2 separate regions of the Gadus morhua genome follow, and region 2 is linked to region 1. Evidence: chromatin contacts called from public Hi-C data. All regions are on one chromosome and are shown on one strand. The core of a region is the stretch at or near the end of the contact, and the rest is flanking DNA. Distances in the headings are between cores, read along the strand shown.

Region 1 (2,869 bases), core at 229-2,728:
CAACCCTTCTTGTCCTTCAAAGTCAAAGAAAAGCATTGAAAATCTGAATTGCTACATTGACAGAGCTCTAGTTTCACCCTTTTAAATACAAATGTAATTATTTCCGCGTTTGTAAGTGGAACTCAGTTTTGTCCACGGTTGTGTTTCCTCTCCAGTTGCCCCTTCCTGGTCCAGCACCTGACCGTGTGCATCCCTGTGATTGGTGGAGCCCTGTTTGTGTTCGTGGTCATCACACTGGTGCAGACCAGCTTCAGCGACCCCGGCATCCTGCCCAGAGCCACCCCTGACGAAGCTGCTGATGTGGAGAAGCAGATCGGTAAGTCAGGCCCGGCCAAACAACCCCAGGCACTTTTTGTTTAAGTGATGACGAGTTAGGATGCCTCGCTAAATGTCTAATAATGTCTCTCCATAGTTGTCCAAAATAAACAAACACCTTGCCTGTCACTTTTTAAACAACGCCAACAAAAAAAAAAAAAAGAAACGTGGTCACTATTGACCTAAATGGGACAGTCACACTTCCCTCATCGATATAGCCAATTATATTTCTAGTCACTGTTATACCTCTCGCTCTCGCTCTCGCTCTCTTGCTCTTGCTCTACCCTTCTCTCTACCCTTCTCTCTCTCTCTCTCTCTCTCACCCCTTCTCTCTCTCTCTCTCTCTCTCACCCCTTCTCTCTCTCTCTCTCACCCCATTCTCTCTAGCTCTCACCCCTTCTCTCTCTCTCTCTCTCTCTCTCTCACCCCTTCTCTCTTGCTCTCACCCCTTCTCTCTTTCTCTCTCTCATCCCTTCTCTCTTTCTCTCTCTCACCCCTTCTCTCTCTCTCTCACCCCTTCTCTCTCTCTCTCACCCCTTCTCTCTCTCTCGCTCTCACCCCTTCTCTCTCTCTCTCTCACCCCTTCTCTCTCTCTCTCACCCCTTCTCTCTCTCTCTCACCCCTTCTCTCTCTCTCTCACCCCTTCTCTCTCTCTCGCTCTCACCCCTTCTCTCTCTCTCTCTCTCTCTCTCTCCCCTTCCCTCTCTCTCTCACCCCTTCTCTCTGTCTCGGGTGCAGACGACGCCGGCAACACCACCTACCGCCCGCCGCCGCGCACCAGGGAGGTGCTCATCAACCAGCAGGCGGTGAAGCTCAAGTACTGCTTCACCTGCAAGATGTTCCGGCCCCCGCGCACCTCCCACTGCAGTCTGTGTGACAACTGCGTAGGTGGGTGTGACGGCTGACATTTAACCGCCCGGATCATTAACTCACGTAACCCGGTGCATGCCGGTGGTGGTGGTAATGAGAGACGCCCCCCCACGCCACCAGCCTCTGTAAAGACTGGGTGCCACATTGAGCGGGCGTTGAATGGAGACGGACTCTAGTGTTTTTTTTCTACTGTTCATATAACCAGGGACATTATAATTCTTTGCACTTTTACCAAACACCCACCTTTTCCTGTATTAAAAGGTGCTATATAAATAATAATAATATTATTAATATACTACTACTACTTCTACTACTGCTATTACTTCTAATTATAAGAATGGTTCAATACCTAAAGTAAAAACAATGTTTATTGCTGATTTATCTCTGGCGTTGTGGAGTTCAGACTTGTGTCCCCTAACCTGAGCCCGTTCCCCCTGCCAGAGCGCTTCGACCACCACTGCCCCTGGGTGGGCAACTGCGTCGGCAAGCGCAACTACCGCTTCTTCTACACCTTCATCGTGTCGCTCTCGTTCCTGACAGCCTTCATCTTCGGCTGCGTGACCACCCACCTTGCACTGAGTAAGCCCCCCCCCCCCCCCCCCCCCCCTCCCTCTCCTTCTGCATGGAATTACTACACTGTAGCTGTGCTGCAAAAACAGGCCCGGTAAGACCGCTCCACAAAATCCTCACGCTCGTGCTAAGCAGTTTACCATAACAAATGTATCAGCAAGTGAACACGAAGGGATTATTATTCAGGTGCTCAATTGGGTTGCTAGCTCAGGCAAATAAGGCAAAACAAACTTTTAAAAGTCGTCTTTTATTCTGATTCGTTTTCAGTTCCTAAGCAGTGTTTACAGGTCTCATGATGTATGGACCTATGTGTGTTTTGTCTCTCTGGCTTAAGGGGCTCAAGATGGAAAAGGCCTGGTGTTCGCACTGCAGGAGAGTCCTGGCAGATATCCTTTCAGCCAGAGGCTTTCTTCGAATTCCCTTAACCAGCATTTCATCATCATCTATATATACATTGTTCACTTTCTAACTTCCTCCTCTGTCTGTAAAAAAAATAAATCATTCATAGTCCTGAAAAGCTGTTGTTAGCAAGAGTCTGAAACTTGCATGTGAATGCGTCAAGATAATGCATACTGTGTGTCTTGTGAAGTGCTGTGTGTGGCCTTAACGTGTCTGCACTGCGGTGGAGCTGGTCATCTGCTTCTTCTCCGTCTGGTCCATCCTGGGCCTCTCGGGCTTCCATACCTACCTGGTTGCTTCCAATCTGACCACCAACGAAGACGTGAGTGTCTGGGTCACTCCACCATTCATTGTTTTACTTTATTTGTTTTAAAGGTATAACATTCAAAGAACTAGGCTCTAAAAAGTGTTGTTCAAACTGGGGTATGGTACTGGAGATTAATATTTTATTCTAAAAGGCTTGTTAATATTAAATAACATTAAACAGCCATCGCTTTGTGTATTCCATAATATGTTTTCCATTACAAGGCTTGCCATTAATGTTACTGGTTAATATGTGTTTGCTAAATGAACACACTGGGATGCATAAGCACTGTTTCCCCCTGGCCATGGTCTTCTTGCAGTAATAGCTGTGTATGAAGGGAGCCTTGCCATTCTCTGTTCAGCCGCTGCATATGTATCTCTCTTTTGCTTGTTGTTTGCATGTGAGCCACTG
Region 2 (2,700 bases), core at 7-2,506, 170 kb after region 1:
TGTTGTGGAAATGTTATAGCAAGTTTCAATGTTATAGCAAGTTGTAATAGTGCGCTGACGTACAAGGTCATGAGCCGATTACTCCATAAAATTTAAAAACAATTTCAAATGTCTTTACGGCTTTTCCCTTTCTATGTTGTCCAGGAGTAAAGCAAAACACCCTACAGAGACAGTACAGGGGCGTATGAGAATACCTTAGGATAATGAGGTACTGAAGAAACACAGGTACCTGTTGAAACAAGTAGAAGGGCTTGCTCTGACTGTACAGGAATGTGTGGAGAGGCTTGCGCGGTTGAAATCAGGCGACTAAAGAACGTGCGGGATGTATCGTGTACTTAAAACAGGATTGTATGGAGTGATGTGATGCAGTGTAGGATAGCAGTATAGGATGACAGTTGCTGGTACAGTGTTTGGAAGGTCTTTCACCAGGCCCACAATGAATAGACGAGCCCACTGATTCAACCGAATGCTCATTAAAACCACAAAAAAGCAATAAAAAGGCGTAACATATCTGCCTGTCGTCCAAACGACATGCGGGGAATATCGCCTATCAATAAACATCGACGTCGAGACTAAGTGCATTTACGCTTAACTAGTAGGATTTAAATCATAAACTTATGTAGTCCAAGATCACTTGTTTGGCGTTAGCTTGCCAATTTCAACAAGACAGGGTATCTAACATCCACGATGATGGCTGCTATATGATAACCCTATTTCTTTCATAATTGTGATAACGTAAATAGTCGAATTCGTTCGAGCATAGCGTTAATCCTGATGTAGTCGCCAGCAACAGGTGGATATTCCAGTAAATTGTAGCGTTAGCTTATGTTAGCCTATTTGGCTACTTCTAAACAGTGGTGGTTGTGTGTGTGTGTATATATATATATATTTATAACACAAATAAGCAACTCGGATAGGCAGTACTCACCCTTTAATAAGAAAATGACGTTCTCTCCAGCCCATGGACACACGGAGCAAAGGTTAGTCTGTAACTCTTAACGTGGATCCTAACGTGACACTTGACGAGTCGCTGATCTCCAATCACACGACCCAACACTGGCCCAGAAGGCGGAACTAGCCCCGCTAACCACCTTTAGCCCTCAATTCAGCCGCTCAACTTTTGAAAACGTAAAAGTTATGAAGTTCGATAATTTGAATCCCGTCCTACAATATACGAACCGAGGGAAAGTTTTTGAAAAATCAGTATTTGTTATGAAAGGTGTAACGGCTAATTCCGCATTAGGCAGATTACAACTGCGCATGCGCCGTTGTGTACAACACGTTTACCTGGCTCCTTCCTAAAGTGCGAGGCGTTAAACTACCAGCCTATCAACCTCGTCCTTCCCTTTTAATTTATATTTAGTTAGGGTAGGCGCAAAGCATATGACACATCAAATAGGATTGATACGTCATTTTTATTACCTACATAAACATCTGCGTTAATTTTAAATTTTATTTTTCAGAAACCACAAAACAAGTGATGGAATACTCTGACCTCTCCTGGTTATCTGCTGAACTGCATTGCTACTGCGCACACATTTCTCTCATGGCCCATGTGTTTCCCGTGGATGTAAATATTTGGCGTTGCCATGTGAATGAGGGTGTGTGTTTCTTTCGAATGCTCTCAGAAATTAGTTCCACGTAATTATTATGGTAATTGGTTCTTCTATGTTGCCCCACCTTTGCCTTATTAAGTGCAAGCTTGCCAGAGCAGATAAACAATATGGTTTCATCTCTGTATTACCTGCTTGAAATATGTTTATCAGATAAATATAGACCAACCTAATTGCAATGCAGACACAACAAATCCCTTTGGTTGGGGCTTGATAAATGTGCATAGATGCCAGCTCCCGATAGAAAAAATCATTTTCAATTCCTCAAGGGCAGAACAAGTATTTGTGCCTTTGTTTGGGGAGCAATCTGAAGTAAACAGACCTCTTAGAAAAGAAAGAGCTGGCGTGCGAATGGTAGCTACATTAATTCCCAGTCTGGAGCCGTTTTTTTGACATTCCCTGCAGTATTCGGCTCTACATAGGAGTAATTATGGCATCAAGGGGAATAGGCCACACAAAAGCCAGCCTCCACATGAACCTTTAGTGGTCTGGAATTATGTTCAAGACAAGGGTCACTCTCACTTTGTTATTCTCTCTCTCTCTCTCTCTCTCTCTCTCTCTCTCTCTCTCTCTCTCTCTCTCTCTCTCTCTCTCTCTCTCTCTCTCTCTCTCTCTCTCTCTCTCTCTCAAATTCTGTCACACGGTCTCTCTGTCCGCCCATCACTCGATTCCCACACTAAGATTGTCTAGCATTTATTAATCTAAAACTAATCTCTCAGTCACCCGCGATGGCCCGAGGGATTTCATGAGTTTGGTATCTGTAACATTGACTTGGAGTAAGACATAACTTTGAATAAATTACTAATTATCGATCCTTATAGTTGCGCCTGCCATTTCAGGTTCCTCTTCTTGTTTTTGTTTGTACCTAATGTACAATCCTTGTATGCTTGATTCCCCATCACGAACCCTTGCATAAAATGACCCTGGGCTCTTACAGGCAGCACCCACACCAAATTAGAAAAACAGTGAACAAATGGAGGAAGTATCTGTGTCTTAAAAAAGACTAGCTATAAATACGTTTGATATTCAGAACTTTGGGTGGTATTTCGCGAAGAACACAATACTTCCACATTTGGATTCGCCATGC

What was found. Hi-C and Micro-C count contacts between places; a contact is called where the count stands out from the background.
Region 2: a contact with region 1 is called in a Hi-C map of gonad, with 5 times the contacts expected there. The contact joins the promoter of phactr4a here to the promoter of LOC115536321 in region 1. A contact is called at or near these places in 4 of 6 Hi-C or Micro-C datasets (blood, gill, gonad and 1 more).

The regions. Positions count from the first base shown.
Region 1 is chr22:9,774,286-9,777,154 of gadMor3.0, forward strand. It overlaps LOC115536321 (terminal nucleotidyltransferase 5A), which reads left to right and starts at 1,479. Exons shown (of 2, transcript XM_075074176.1): 1 at 1,479-1,500. zdhhc18b (zDHHC palmitoyltransferase 18b) reads left to right here. Exons shown (of 9, transcript XM_030348130.1): 2 at 156-316; 3 at 1,054-1,203; 4 at 1,627-1,764; 5 at 2,090-2,141; 6 at 2,374-2,476.
Region 2 is chr22:9,942,977-9,945,676 of gadMor3.0, forward strand. phactr4a (phosphatase and actin regulator 4a) reads right to left here and starts at 1,257. Exons shown (of 16, transcript XM_030348113.1): 1 at 929-1,257.